5 separate regions of the Mus musculus genome follow, and regions 1, 2, 3 and 5 are each linked to region 4. A link is a contact called in public promoter capture Hi-C and targeted proximity ligation data. All regions are on one chromosome and are shown on one strand. The core of a region is the stretch at or near the end of the contact, and the rest is flanking DNA. Distances in the headings are between cores, read along the strand shown. Region 1 overlaps Exoc6 (exocyst complex component 6). Region 2 holds the start of Hells (helicase, lymphoid specific). Region 3 holds the start of Tbc1d12 (TBC1D12: TBC1 domain family, member 12). Region 4 holds the start of Fra10ac1 (FRA10AC1 homolog (human)). Region 5 holds the start of Hhex (hematopoietically expressed homeobox).

Region 1 (2,700 bases), core at 28-2,527, 640 kb before region 4:
CAAAATATATTAAATCAGTAGAGTTGAGTGTAAGTAGTTCAGAAGTAGAGGGATGGACGTCAGCGGTGTGTGTGGGGCTCTCCCAGTACCTTAAGCAAACGATGCTTGGCTCTGTTTAAATGAGGTTGTAACACTTTATTTTAAAAAATTCTAGCATTAGCATTATGCTTCACGTCATATCTTCTATACTTGTTCAGACTTTTAGTAAAACATTTTCACTTAATGTATCAAGATTAGAAAATCAGTAACATAGCTATTTTGTAGTTCTCCGTAGCTGGAGCACAAGAACATTAGAAGACTTCCCATAGGAGAGACTTACATTTTTTTCTGCATTATGAATTTATTTCAGATGACATTTAAAAGAGTAATGGTTTTGTAGCTACTTAATTCTAAAGAAACAAATCAATTTTTTTTTCTGTTGGAATTTTTTTCTATTGTTAAATTTGCTTTCTTGTTGTTGTTGTTTTGGAGTCTTAGATGCCGAGGAGACGGGGACTCCCAAGTTTTTAACTGGGAGGATTCTTACTAAGCAGAGAGGCTGTGCTGTATCTGTGTACTTGTGTTTAGCAAAGTTCATTTATTTGTTGCATGGTGCTGTGGTAGGGGAGTGTGAATTGTTACAGAATAACTGAAAATAACCTGCTCTGGAACACTAGGGAAAGCTTTCTTAAGGACGAAATGACGGGAGGAGCCGTGAAAGATGAATAAAAATGTCATAGAGACTGTGTGAGCGAGGACCCGCCCGTCAGGGAGAGCACGTGTAAGAACCTGAAAGTGGACGGCTGAGGGCAGTGAACTGCATACTCTGCCAGCAGCGCATGGCTGGCATGCGGAGAGAGGCAGGCTGTAGGGAAACAGATGTTTCCCTTACTTAACGACTCTCACTGAGAACCATAGTTTAGTTTGCGCAGTGCTAAGCCTGTAAAAATTTCAGTGGTAAATTAGGAAAACGTCTAATTGTTCGAACTTTATTTTAGGTAACTTCCAAATAGAGTTGCTATTTTTGAGCTGTAATGCCAACAACCCTTTCTTCTTGACCTCTAGTATGAAATGCCATTTGTCATCTACATTCCAGTTTGGAAAGTTAACATAAATCCCAGAGGACAAAGATGTCTGTCTCAGCAGGGGCAGGGAAGGGAAGGAGGGAGGCGGGAGGGACCATCACCATCCTCATTCTCCTGATGTTCTTTAGGGTGATGAAGAAACATTTGAAAATTATTACCGGAAGCAAAGGAAGAAGCAGGCACGCCTGGTTCTGCAGCCGCAGTCGAGTGTGGTGAGTGTGGTGTCCTGTGCCCTGCACGGTGCTTGCACCCGTGGCTGGCTTGAGTCCTGTGAGCATGGGTCACTGCTCATCTACATATAAATATTTATTAAACACCTACTATTTCTAGTCATTGATTTAGGGGCCAAGTGTACAATAGTGAGCAAAACCGGGTGAGTCTTTTTTCTCAGGAGTTTACATTCTGTTAGGAAAGACAGACACTGAGTTAAAAACAGATAAGCAAGCAAAATGTCAGAGAATGATAATTTGTTTCTGACTATATGGTGAACTGTGCACTTTGATTCTTTGTCACATTGAACAAAACAACTAAACACAGTGGATAGACTGTTTCTTTGTATTTTATTTTTAGTTATGTGTATGTGGCTGGGGTAGGTCTGTTCCTGTGACTAGGCGGACTAGTCACTGCCGAGGCCAGGAGAGGGCGTTAGATCCCCTGGAACTGAAATAACTGCTGGTTGTCTGTCTCTGTACGTTCTGGGAATTAAGCTCAGGACCTCTGTAAGAGCAGCAAGTACCCTTAACCCCAGAGCCAGTTTTCTAGCCTCGGGATAGACGTTTTAAAAAAAAGAATTAGATTTTTCTTAAATAGACTGAGGATCTGGCAGAAAAGTATAATTAATCCACATTTTGGCGTGGTGACGTTTACATGACTAAATGCGTTTGTACCGCAGAACCCCCATCTGCTGTGAGCCACGTCAAGGCAGAAGCCCAGGTAGCTTCGATGAGGCACCGAGTGCAGCTTTCACCCTAAAAGCATCTATGGGATAGGAGAGGGAACTGAGTAACACCGGGTCACAGGTCAGGCCTGGGGCACCAAAAGCAGCTGTCCTGGAGGACTCACCTTTCTTGTCATCTGGGGCTTCAGAGGGCTTTCAGCCCATTGTTAAGGTGACCAGGAGATAAAACCATCTAAACACCTCTCAACAATTAATGACGAATAAACCAGCTTTAAAAACAGAAAAAAAGAGATTCAAATAGATATTTTTACTACAGATACACAGATAATGTGCATACACATGAGAATGTTGTTCAGTATAAATTTTTATCAGGAAAATGTAAACAAAGCCACAAGGAAGTACTGCCTCATACTTATGGAAGACTTTACATTAAAAAGATTGGCAGTGTCAAGTGCTGGTAAGGAGGTGGGACTCAGCAACTGGAATTATCTTACACTTCTGGTGGGTATAAAAAGAATACTGTTACCGTGGAAAATGGTTTGGCAGTTTGTAATAAACTGTTGTGCCACACCCTAAGAACCCCCGAGGTAGTCACTCATGAGAAATGAGAATGTATACTTATACAATGGCTCAGGTGTGGATGTTTATAGTAGCCTTATTCATAAACAGCAAAACCTAGATTCCTTTTGAATACACATTCCACGAGGGCCTGCAGGGCCGCTCAGTGGTTAGCACTGC
Region 2 (2,700 bases), core at 201-2,700, 710 kb after region 4:
ATTGCTGTATATTTTCTGTTGTTCTGGAGGCATTTACACAGAGGCCTTGAAAGCAGAGAGCTGGTGCTTTTCTTAGCCATTGCTAGTATTTAGTCTACACAGCAGCCAAGATGAGTCAGGAAATTAATGTAGCAATGTAGCAGATGTCTGTTCTGTGAGAACCAAATGAATTTGCACTGTGCTCCAACTCTTGTTCTGGACAAATCAACCTGCTCTTCCTAAAGACCTAGAAGGGAAGCCGACCATCAAGGCATGGTTGCATACATTGGCACGTGGGAGGCAGAGGCAGGTGGGGCTCTATGAGTTCAAGGGTGGCATAATCTACATAGCAAGTTCTAGACCAGGGGGGGAGGAGCGCAGCATAGTGAGACCCTGTCGCAAATAAAATCTTATTTTTTAAAATAGAGGATCCCCCCGAAGGTGGTTATGGTAAAGCCATGTCTTTTTCTCTTAAATTTTTCTTTACATTTTTATTTAGTGTGCATATTTAGAGGTGTGTGGGTAGGCTTACAAATGCGACTTGGTACTCATAGAGATTAACGGACAATTTGCAGGACTTTTCTTCTCCGTGCGTAAAGCATTGCAGAAAAGGAATTGAAACCTAAGCAAAACGGCCACGAGAAAAACCCTTCAGCACCCACTCTTATTAGCGGTCTATTTGTTTTCTGAAAAAAAAAAAATTTTTTTTTTTTTTTAAAGATTCATGTACTCCAGGGCTCCAGGGTGTCTGTAAACCAAGGATCACTGACCTTCCAAAAGTCCTAATCCTGTGCCTGGACCTCCACTGCGCGAGATGACAAGGGAGCCTTTCCCTGTGGGCAGGCATTACACCAACTCCGCTACACCTACAGACCTTGTTCTCTCCTCCGTTCCTCTCAGTCAGTTTATCACTCGCTATTTTATCCTAAATACTTTTTCCCCCCTGAACTAGCTATAATCTTAATTTCTCATCTTTCTTCTTACTCACAAACCACTCCTCAGAGTTATTTGGAAAGGAAGTTTACGAAAAACCGCGAACTACAACTGGTCAGGGTCCAGCGAGCTTGGCCGTTTTTGACACCCTAACATCGACCTTCACCTACCGAAAGGACAGGTATTGGGGGCGTTCAAACAATCCAGTGTGTGAAGAGGTCTTGCACCCGCCGAACAACTCGGGACCATCATTAAATAAGAAAGGGGCGATCGGGGCCACTACGGTCTGCGGCGCCTCTGTGACCACGGGCGACATTCAAGGCTGGAGCTAGCTACACCCCCTTTGCCTGGGTCCAGGTAAAGGCTTAACGCATCCCTCCTGGGGAGAGGCGGAAAGCAAAGCCAAGCGCGTCCAAATCTCGTGAGCCGAGGTCTGCAGCGGGCGGGGAGCCCGAAGTCTCGCGAGACCACCGGGTTTTCCCGCGAAAGAGAAGCGCGCGAATTTCTTGCGCCGCGGGGCGAGCGAGCCGGCGGGGTGTGAGGATTTAGCTCGCGGCGTTTGAGGCGACTGGGTCCCCGGCCGGTGTCCAGCCGTGCCTGCGGAGCCGCCCGCGAGCAGCAGCGGTGAGCCGGCGGCGTGAAGGCTGCACCCCGGGGAGGGAGCTCGCCGGGGTCCGGGCTGAGGAGGGGAAAAGGCGTGAGGAGCCGCCGGCGGCGACCTGGTCTGCTTGGTGGCACGGAAGCGTTCCCCCACGTCTCCCTTACAGGTCTCCTCACGAGCTGGGTCCCGGCCGACCGGCTTTGCCACCCAGACGCTGTCCGTGGCTTTGGCCGGCGATGCAGACGGCCAGGGAGGGGGAAGGCCGTGGCTTCCCGAAGTTGGAACTCGGGGGTTGTAACTTGAATCCCGTTCTGAAAGCCCCCGCCGTGCTCCCTTAGGGTCCTTGGCTCCAGAGATGGCCGAACAAACGGAGCCTGCGGTGATTACTCCAGCCATGCTGGAGGAGGAGGAACAGCTCGAGGCTGCGGGACTTGAGAAAGAGCGGAAGATGTTAGAAGAGGTAATGTAAAGTCCACGGCCGGCGGTTCTCCCCGGCTCCCCACCCCCACCCCCGGCCTGCCTCCCCGCCTGCCTCCCCCACTTGCTTCTCCTTGAACTTCCAAGCAGCCCTGGCCACTTGGCTTCTCCGTACTTGTAAAGTGGAAATCTTGGCGTGGGCTTTGAATGATAGATAGGTTTCTGAAGTGTGGTCTGGGCGGGGTAGGTTGCAACTTATCTTTGAGTGGACGTTTCAGATTGCTTTTTTGACTACTAAGATTCAGTCAAGAGTCACTGGTAAGTGTTTGCTTGCTTTTGCCATCTTTATTGGCTTTTAAAATATGTTCTCTCACTGTATGCCTAATGGCCAACATTATTAATCTTTAATGCCCCGAGTCATAATGTATGTATTAGTAGACAGAGGTGGTAGACGTTGACATTAATCAACGGTTGGGCTGTAAGCCGGGTCTACTGATAATTCCCTTCCCCTCTATTTTTCTGTTGGGTTTGTTTTTGAGACAGTATTATGCTGGCCTTCATATCCTAGGGTCCCCCTGCCTAGCTTCCCAGTGCTGGCTGGGATTACTGGAGTGTGCATATCATTCCCTTCTCCTAAGGATTTCTTAGCAATTTATTACTGTTTGCTGCCTAAGTAATCAATTTGTTTTAGTTTTCTACAAGTAAGGTTCTTTAGCTAAAATTGAGGTGTATGTTTTCATGGTAAGTTACAGTATTTGTACATTTCTTTA
Region 3 (2,700 bases), core at 150-2,649, 610 kb after region 4:
TGTATGAGGTAAGTATACACTCATATTTAGGGAGGAGAGAGTTCAACTCAGCTGTTACTCCTTTGGGACTGCCCATCTTATTGTCTGAGACATGACCTCTTAATAAGATCTAAGGCCAGCTGCCTTAGCCAGGCCGGTTACCAGAGCATCCCAGGGACTGCCTCTCCAATGTTAGCTGTACAAGGGCATTCTACAAAGTGGCTTTTTATGTGAGTGCTGCGATACAGGAAAGGTCCTCATGCTTGCATGACAACGTGACCAACTGAGCTATCTTCCACCTTTCAAAAGATCTTGATAATAAACGCTTTTACTGCTTTGTTTTGCTAAGTATTCCATTCTATTTCTATACTTGCTTTCAGAGGCATTTGTAGAATGAATGGTCTCTAGTTACTGCATTATCCTACTACAACAATGTCTATTTGGGCCTTTTACAACAACTTCATCTCTTCTGAAATACCAACACTATTGGGTCTCTGCCCTATGCTCATTCTTCTATGGAGGTAGAGTCACTTGATATCCCCCGACCCCCTTTGTGGCTTACATAAATGGCCCCTTCGACCAAACCAGAACTTTAACCCAAGTTTATAACTCTCACTATGTTAGTTAATTCCAATGTCTTTCCCCAATCCAGTTTCCTGTTTCTTCACACCACAGCAATCTCATAGCCTTGTTATTCCTGGCTGCTCTCCTATCACTCCTGTGGCTAGTTATTATGTCTTGCGATTCACACATTAAATACATTTTATTTCCACTAAACGGTCATTATATCTTAATCCATTACCACAGGTTGCTGCAGTTATTTTTTTTAATATTTATTTATTATATGTAAGTACACTGTAGCTGTCTTCAGACACTCTAGAAGAGAGCATCAGATTTCGTTACAGATGGTTGTGAGCCAGCATGTGGTTGCTGGGATTTGAACTCAGGACCTTTGAAAGAGCAGTCGGCAATCTTAACCACTGAGCCAAACAGTCCTTCTCGCCCTGGCTCCATTTCATTTCCGTACCCAGGTGACACGACAACCAACAACCAACGTGTTAAAAAGTGTTAGGAGATCAGACTTTGGTAAACATGGAAGACTAAGTGGAAAAGATAGGTAAGGGGCTGTCATGTGGACAACGAAGCCCTGAACGGTTCCAGGAGTTCTTCACTGCTGTTAGAGAAGGTAAAAACTGTCAAGACAGGAGCACTTAAACTAACTTCCTTAGTTTCCTCTCACAAACAAATCGCCGTCAAGTGATATGGTTTATGCGAAGTGAGCCTTGCCCTCCCTTAGGCTAAGCACTGTCACCCGGGTGGAGGATCTCAGATTGTCCTCCCGGGTCGCTCTAGCTGCCGTCTCTATGGTTCGGGGACGCGCCGGGTCGCGGGCAGGCCCGGCCCCGCTGGTGCGCGTGCGCGATCCCAGCGCGTGCCCGGCCTCCGGCAACTGCCCCGGCCGCCGGGTGGGAGGGGTGGGTCCGGGGACGTCGCGGCGGCCGTGGCCGCGAACCCTGCACGCAGGGCAGTCCTCCTCCGCCGCCTCAGATGATGGGTCCCGAGGATGCCGGAGCCTGCTCGGGAAGGAACGCCGAGCTGCTCCCAGTCCCGGGGCCCATGGGTCAGGACGGGAAGACCGTCCCGGCCACCAGCGGCTTTAGCGGAGGCGCTGTCGCCGCGGAGCCGCCGGAGGAGGCTGGAGAGGAGGAGGCGCCGCCGCCGCGGCAGCTCCTGCAGCGGTACCTCGCGGCGGCCGCGGGCCCGCTGAAGCCCGGGCTCGGCGGGGCGGAGGCGGAGGCGGAGGAGGCGGCGGCGGCAGCAGTCCCCGCGGCGCGCGGCTCAGGCATGACCAACGGAGACTCGGGCTTTTTGCTGCGCCAGGACCGTCGCGGCCCAGAGGAGGCACGTCGCCGCCGAACCTGCGGCCGTCCCTGCCTGCTGGAGCCCGCGGACGAGGGCGTGGACGGTGCGGGTGGCCTGGACGACTGGGCCGCGCCGCTCGAGGACCCGCTGCGGAGCTGCTGCCTGGCGGCCGGGGACACGGACGACCCGGACCCCGCAGCCGCCACCCCTGCCGGGAGGGCCGTCGAGAGCGCGGAGCCCAGCCTCGGCCTCCCCGACGCCCGCTTCGGCTCTCGGAACACGTTCGAGGTGAGCCGCCGTCAGAGCGCCGGCGACCTCCTGCCCTCAGCGGGGCCGTCCGCACCCTTGCCAGCGGCAGAGCAGGGTCCCGGGGGCACCACGGCTCGGGCTCGACGGAGCGGTGGCTTCGCGGATTTCTTCGCCAGGTATCACACTGGCCGCGCGAGGGGCTTGGGCGGGGCCGGGAACGGGCTGCCTTCCAGCGTACGGAACAGGAACGTCGGGACTCAGCTTTGATCTGTCGCTAGGGTAGGGGGACCGGATGGCTTTGTGAGCTCCGGGCCTGGAGCCAGGATTGGTGTTACTCCGTCCCCAGGAAGCGTTGTGCTTCCAGGTCTGACCAGCCTCCCAATACTACACATTCAGTTTCTTCATCTGGAACATCAGATAACCACTGCCCTATTATTTTTTTGTAATTGTATTACTAGGATTTGGACTGGGCGGGCGGCAGTGTGTGGTGTAGAAGTCTGTGAAGTTTATTTGCTTGGAGTCTAAGCCCGTTCCATTAGTTTGGGGATTCGAGGTTTTTTTTTAAAAAAAAAAATAATTTAACTGCACACTTATTTTGTGTTAATGTGT
Region 4 (2,700 bases), core at 80-2,579:
AGTCTTGGAATTGCTGAAAAGCTTCAGCTGTCAGTTGTGCCTGAAAAGGCATCTGACTCCAGCATTACACAGAGTTTGGAACACACATGAGCAAGGGTACAGATGATTTTACTACTGTATATCATCAATAGTCAACTCCTGCAGCTGAAAGGAGCCAGTCCAGGTCAAGTGATAATATTTTTCAGCTTTGGTATTTGTGTCAGTAAGTGTACAGAATTCGTAACACACATTAATAGGGGTAAAGGTGGGTTGCAATCTTTATTGCTGAAAGGACCCAGTCCAGGTAAAGAGACATTAACTTTAGCATCTGTGTTGGCAAGTACAGCTAGGATAGCCAGTGTCTGCGTTCTTGACTACCTTCTGTTTGTCATTCTGTTAAATAAGGTAGCTATGTCAAATCATTAAATTCTGTGAGTCTCTGCAACTCCATTTTCAAACTTGGGCGTGTGAGTATATACCTCTCTTCCTTATCCCACCAAATGCTAAAGAGAAGGCAACAGCCAAGCTTTGGAGACATAGGTTTGCAAGCCACAGTTCTTCCTGACCGACAGCTATCATTGCCTTATACACCTAGACGTCACACCTTTTAGCAGATCTCATCAAGGCTGTTCAAATTCTACTACCCTCTAATCCATCCTCACGTGCTTCATATATTGATGGTGGAAAACCGCAGTGTGGAGCCTGGAGCAGTTGCAGAATCTAAGGTCTGGCTGGCACAGACGCGTCTCCTACTTCCCCACTTATGTAAAGGTTAACATAGAGGTTATGTAAAGAAGCCCAAACCTCAAGCTTACATAGTTTGGGGACGGTACCTAGTACAGGAAGACCTGAAACTAGTAGAACCTGGAACTAGTAGATCATCTTGACCCCTCATTCCAGACACCTCTTCTCTGCTCCGACGCCACATTTCTTTTTATCTCGGGCAGCTTCATCCATCCCTTGAGCTATCTTAACCCAGTAGCTTCACTAAAAAGCTCTCACTCAAATCATGCTATCAACTGACTGGAATTAAGAAAATCTCGAGAATAGGGCATCTGCTGCCTCCCGAATCTGTCAAAATAAAAATGAGACTCAACTACTAAGAACCAGTTTCAAAGTCCTCTCTGAGATCAAACACGCCCACGGCCCTCCTTACACACCCCTTCCCTTCCGCTCTTCTCTGTCTGGCAAGTTCGCCCCCAAGAGTCCTGACAGCTGCAGCGACGAGCCACGGCCTCAGCGAGCCGCTGCAGGTCCGCGCCGGTCCTCCAGAGCCACGCAGCGCCGCCGCCCGCGCCACTGTCACCGCACGCTGCACGCCTGGCCCTACGGGTACCGGCTGGGAACCGCTTCCGGCCCGGCTCAGAGGCGTGTCACATCGATAAGACACCGTTCTCCGGCGCGCCGACTCTGTGCTGCAGCCAGAATGGCTCGGGGGTAAACAAAGACGGCGGAAGAAAAGGCCCGGAAGAGGAAGCAGAGGCTCCCTGCTTTGGTCCCTCATTTTTCCTTTGGGCCATCTCCTTTTTCCTCTAGGGAATCCAATATGTAGTACAATGTGGCACTGCCCAGCCCACGTCCTTCATTGGAAAATGTATATTGCTATAGAGAAAAACCCCGCCTGTCACCTGCGGTCCTCTCTCTAGTAACCTTAGTAACGCCTCCACCGAGCATCCTCGCCCAGCCAGCAGCTCAGCCTCAGATCTGCCTTATCACCCCCTCTTTTTCCCCTACGAAAACAGTGCTCATAATTAGAACAGAAATAGCTTCCCCGCGTTCCGCCACCCACACAATAGATACTGTTCCAAAGGCAGTGCTGGCGGCTGAAGAGATCGAGTTGGCAAGGAAAAGAAGAAATGGGGAATGAAAAAGATTTCACAGGGTCGCAGATTCTACGCCAATAAGCAACCTAGCACACGCAGAAAGGGCATCCAATATAAAATTTAAGGAAAAAAAAAAAAAAAAAAAACACCTCAGGCAGCCAGAATTAAATTATTTTAAGCTCCACTGGGTTGTTCCTGCATTGTGTTTGCCCTACACCGTGACGTCCCATTCCTCTTTCCACTGGGTACAGATCTTGCTTCTCTTCAATACCAGCAGTTATTCATCTCGCACTCCGCAGCCAACACTGTGCCTTTGAAATCACAGGAGCTACTAAAACATTTGCTGAACAGAACTGGCATGCTTCTCACTTTTACAGCGGGTCCATGTTAAGGAAGAACTCTGAATCTTAATACACGTTCATTTTAAATCTTTTATCCTAACCAGTAGATAACAATATCCCTGTCAATCAGTTCAAGACTTTTTTTATTCCTGGCAGCAAATCATAGATACACCCTGATTTACATAGAGCAGCGATTGCAATCTTGTTAATTACAAAATTATAAATTTATGCATTTCAAGGTGCATTTGAATTATACTACAATAAAAATGTTTCCTTTAAAAATGTAAATAGGAAACCTCATAATTTAATATTATTAAAGTATTGAGTTAATTTGTCAAGCAGTCAATTTTTATAGATATCTAAAAACCAAATACTTTGTCCTTTTATCACTAATAAGAACTCCTGTAGCCTAAATGAAACTCTTGTATACCAATATTTGACATGCATTAGCATTTTTGTTCCTTTTTAAAAAACATCTTTTATCTATTAACTTCTTTTTAGTTTTCCAACAACCCTGTGCTGCTGTTGTAGGCCCTGCATTTAAATTTTTTAAAGAT
Region 5 (2,700 bases), core at 145-2,644, 790 kb before region 4:
GAGAAAAGCCCAGGGCAATAAACTGACAGACTCAACTCAAGTGCTCTTCTGACTTGGAGTCACTCACACCCTAGGCTCCTTGACACCTACCTATCTTTCAAACATTATTTCCTTTGGGAAGACTTTTCCTTTTTCAAAGTGACTCTCTCCTTTACCCGAAAGGAGGGGCTGGAGCTCCTTAAGGTTTCGACCCTTACACACGATTTCTCCCTAGTAGATGTGACTGTGTTCGTTTCCTGCTTCCACCAGGGCAGAGACTGCCTCTCTCGTTTGCTAATGACACACAGTAGTTGCTCAAGAAAATAAGGTGTGAAGTGAAACTCGGACCCAGGTCCTCTGGCTATTTCGCCTTCAGTCCCACTGCAGCTGAAGATTAATTCCAAAGGATAAAACTAAATATCTCAGTTGAAAAAAAAAAGCCAGGGAGTTTTTCTACTAATAGAAGTCCTTAGCAGAAACTGCCCAACTCAAGGTGTGGTCACCCCAGGAGGGCGTCAATCAAGAAAATGCCCCTTTGCCCCAGAGGCGAGTGAAGCCGCACAGAGCTGAGGCCACACTGAGCAGCGCACCACGGCTTTGAATAGAAAACACGTGTAAAACCTCAGAGGCCGGCTAAGCGCAGCTGTGTCCTTCAGGGCCTGGGGACAGAGGTCCAGGAGCACCTCCCACCCCCATTGGATCGAAGAACACTGCATAGCCTCTGTCCTGCGCCATACGATTAAGGTTCTATCTTGATACCGGTCTGGAGCAGATTCCGTTAGCATCCAGGGAGGTGGCCGAGCTAGGGGGTCCTCAAATAGGTCTGGAACACCTGCAGCCTCGCTGTCAGTACCCGTCTGGGACTAGGACGCAGCCAACGGCTTGGGTCTTCTCCTTGGAGCGCCGAGCTGCGGAGGTCCCCCGTTCTAGACAGTGCCACCGTTACCCCAAGAAGCGCAGCCTTCTGGCCGCCCGAAGGTGCCATCCTGCCGGCGGCCTCCTGGCCCGCAGAGTCCCATCGCTTCTCCAGGTTCCAGAGGCTGCCCGAGTTTCAGCAGTGGCGCCATCCCGTCAGGATCCGCGCCCCGCGGCGCACGTCTTGTGACCTCCTCTTCGACGGTCGCAGTCGCTCGCTAGGTGCCTGGAACCTCTGGGGGCGCCTGCGGCGCAGGAACACCCTGGCGGAGGGTCCCCGGAGCCCCACAGCCCGTGCGTCTCGGGGGCGGGAGCTGGGCCGGTGGGGGCGGATCGGCGCGGGGGTTAGTGGGGGGCGGAGGCGAATCTGAAGCCAGCGCCATTGGCCGCAGGGCCTGGCGGCAGGAAGGGGACCGAGCGCGGCCCCACCCCGCGGCTGCCCGAGCCTATCGCCTGGAGCGCAGAGCGCAAATAAATGTAGCGCGGCGCCGCCGGCCGGCAGCTCTCTGCGAGGGGCTGCGGAGCGGCCATGCAGTTCCCGCACCCGGGGCCCGCGGCTGCGCCCGCCGTGGGAGTCCCGCTGTATGCGCCCACGCCGCTGCTGCAGCCCGCTCACCCGACGCCCTTCTACATCGACGACATCTTGGGTCGCGGGCCCGCCGCCCCCACGCCCACTCCCACGCTGCCGTCCCCCAACTCCTCCTTCACCAGCCTCGTGTCCTCCTACCGGACCCCGGTGTACGAGCCCACGCCGGTCCACCCCGCCTTCTCGCACCACCCGGCCGCCGCGCTGGCCGCCGCCTACGGCCCCAGTGGCTTCGGAGGCCCTCTGTACCCGTTCCCGCGGACGGTGAACGACTACACGCACGCCCTACTCCGCCACGACCCCCTGGGTAAGGCGGCCGGGGCCGAGTGAGGGCGTCCGTGAGGAAGGCGCTCCCGGCGGGTGGCAGCGCGCGGGAGGCGGCAGGGGCGGACGGACGGGAAGCGCAGTGGAAAAGTTGCGGCGAGCTCTCGGAGCGAGCGGCTCGCGGGTGCATGCGGGGCCCCGGTACTGGGAAGCTCGGCGACTCAGATTGCTTTTCCTGCACCTTGCAGACGTCGGGGCAAGCGTAGTCGGGAGAGACCTGGGGCTCCCGGGGAGGTGGAGGAGGGCGGCCCTGGCCACGCGTGTCGCCCCGGGGTGGGTGGGGGACTCCCTTAGCGAGCGGCCCGGAGAAGAGGACGTCGGGGCGCCCTGAGCCTGGCCCCTGCAGGGCAGGGAGAGCTGCCTGCCCGGGCGGTTCCTGGGCTGGGCTTGGTTCAACAAGCTTGTGCAGTGAAGGAGCCTGACCCTTTCCGTTCATACAGGAAATCTTGAGTTCTCGATAGGAGTAAATCTGGTTTCTGAAGCTGTTAAGTGTTTTCCTGGCTGCATGAAGCAGACCCTTCCCCCGGAGTAGTGCACGCTGCTGATTATTTTATCGACATCCTCAATACAGACAAATTCAGGAAACACTCGACGTCTGATAGCCAGGATCCGTTTTTCTGATATTGTTCATTTCCTCTGTGTGGGATGTGACTTTATGGCAGCTAAAATAACCAGTTGCTTCCTCTCTGCCTCTCCCGCCACCCCCCACCCCCATCTTTGGAGGCTGTTTTGCACCAAGTCTGAAGCCTGACGCAAGCAAAATCTCGGGGGGAAAAAAAAACAATGCCAACTTTCAAAATGTTTAGGTGTAGGTCTGTGGACATAGGGACGGACGGACGGACAGACGCACCACCATCAATTTGGAGAAGGAAAGTGCAGACCCCGAACAAATACTA

The links. Promoter capture Hi-C pulls out the DNA fragments that hold promoters and counts their contacts.
Region 1: a contact with region 4 is called in a promoter capture Hi-C map of pre-B cells, with 3 times the contacts expected there. A contact is called at or near these places in 5 of 39 promoter capture datasets (the C10 cell line, the HPC-7 cell line, cranial neural crest and 2 more) and 4 of 130 datasets of targeted methods (bone marrow-derived macrophages, embryonic stem cells, large pre-B cells and 1 more).
Region 2: a contact with region 4 is called in a targeted proximity ligation map of pancreatic cancer cells. A contact is called at or near these places in 3 of 39 promoter capture datasets (the 3T3-L1 cell line, embryonic stem cells and liver) and 2 of 130 datasets of targeted methods (extraembryonic endoderm stem cells and pancreatic cancer cells).
Region 3: a contact with region 4 is called in a targeted proximity ligation map of the NIH/3T3 cell line, with 8 read pairs. A contact is called at or near these places in 5 of 39 promoter capture datasets (cranial neural crest, embryonic stem cells, hippocampal neurons and 2 more), 5 of 484 Hi-C or Micro-C datasets (CD4 T cells, liver, muscle stem cells and 1 more) and 8 of 130 datasets of targeted methods (the 230-238 cell line, the NIH/3T3 cell line, astrocytes and 3 more).
Region 5: a promoter capture Hi-C map of pre-B cells shows a contact between it and region 4, with 4 times the contacts expected there. A contact is called at or near these places in 4 of 39 promoter capture datasets (hippocampal neurons, liver and pre-B cells).

The regions. Positions count from the first base shown.
Region 1 is chr19:37,584,619-37,587,318 of GRCm38.p6, forward strand. It overlaps Exoc6 (exocyst complex component 6), which reads left to right. Exons shown (of 22, transcript NM_175353.2): 9 at 1,193-1,276. Among named protein-coding and RNA genes, the nearest start is that of Exoc6, 36 kb to the left of the region's middle.
Region 2 is chr19:38,929,540-38,932,239 of GRCm38.p6, forward strand. Hells (helicase, lymphoid specific) reads left to right here and starts at 1,451. Exons shown (of 22, transcript NM_008234.3): 1 at 1,451-1,536; 2 at 1,852-1,973. The coding sequence starts at 1,869.
Region 3 is chr19:38,835,180-38,837,879 of GRCm38.p6, forward strand. Tbc1d12 (TBC1D12: TBC1 domain family, member 12) reads left to right here and starts at 1,400. Exons shown (of 13, transcript NM_145952.4): 1 at 1,400-2,267. The coding sequence starts at 1,528.
Region 4 is chr19:38,222,823-38,225,522 of GRCm38.p6, forward strand. It overlaps Fra10ac1 (FRA10AC1 homolog (human)), which reads right to left and starts at 1,330. Exons shown (of 14, transcript NM_001081075.2): 1 at 1,140-1,330.
Region 5 is chr19:37,433,447-37,436,146 of GRCm38.p6, forward strand. Hhex (hematopoietically expressed homeobox) reads left to right here and starts at 1,395. Exons shown (of 4, transcript NM_008245.3): 1 at 1,395-1,787. The coding sequence starts at 1,424.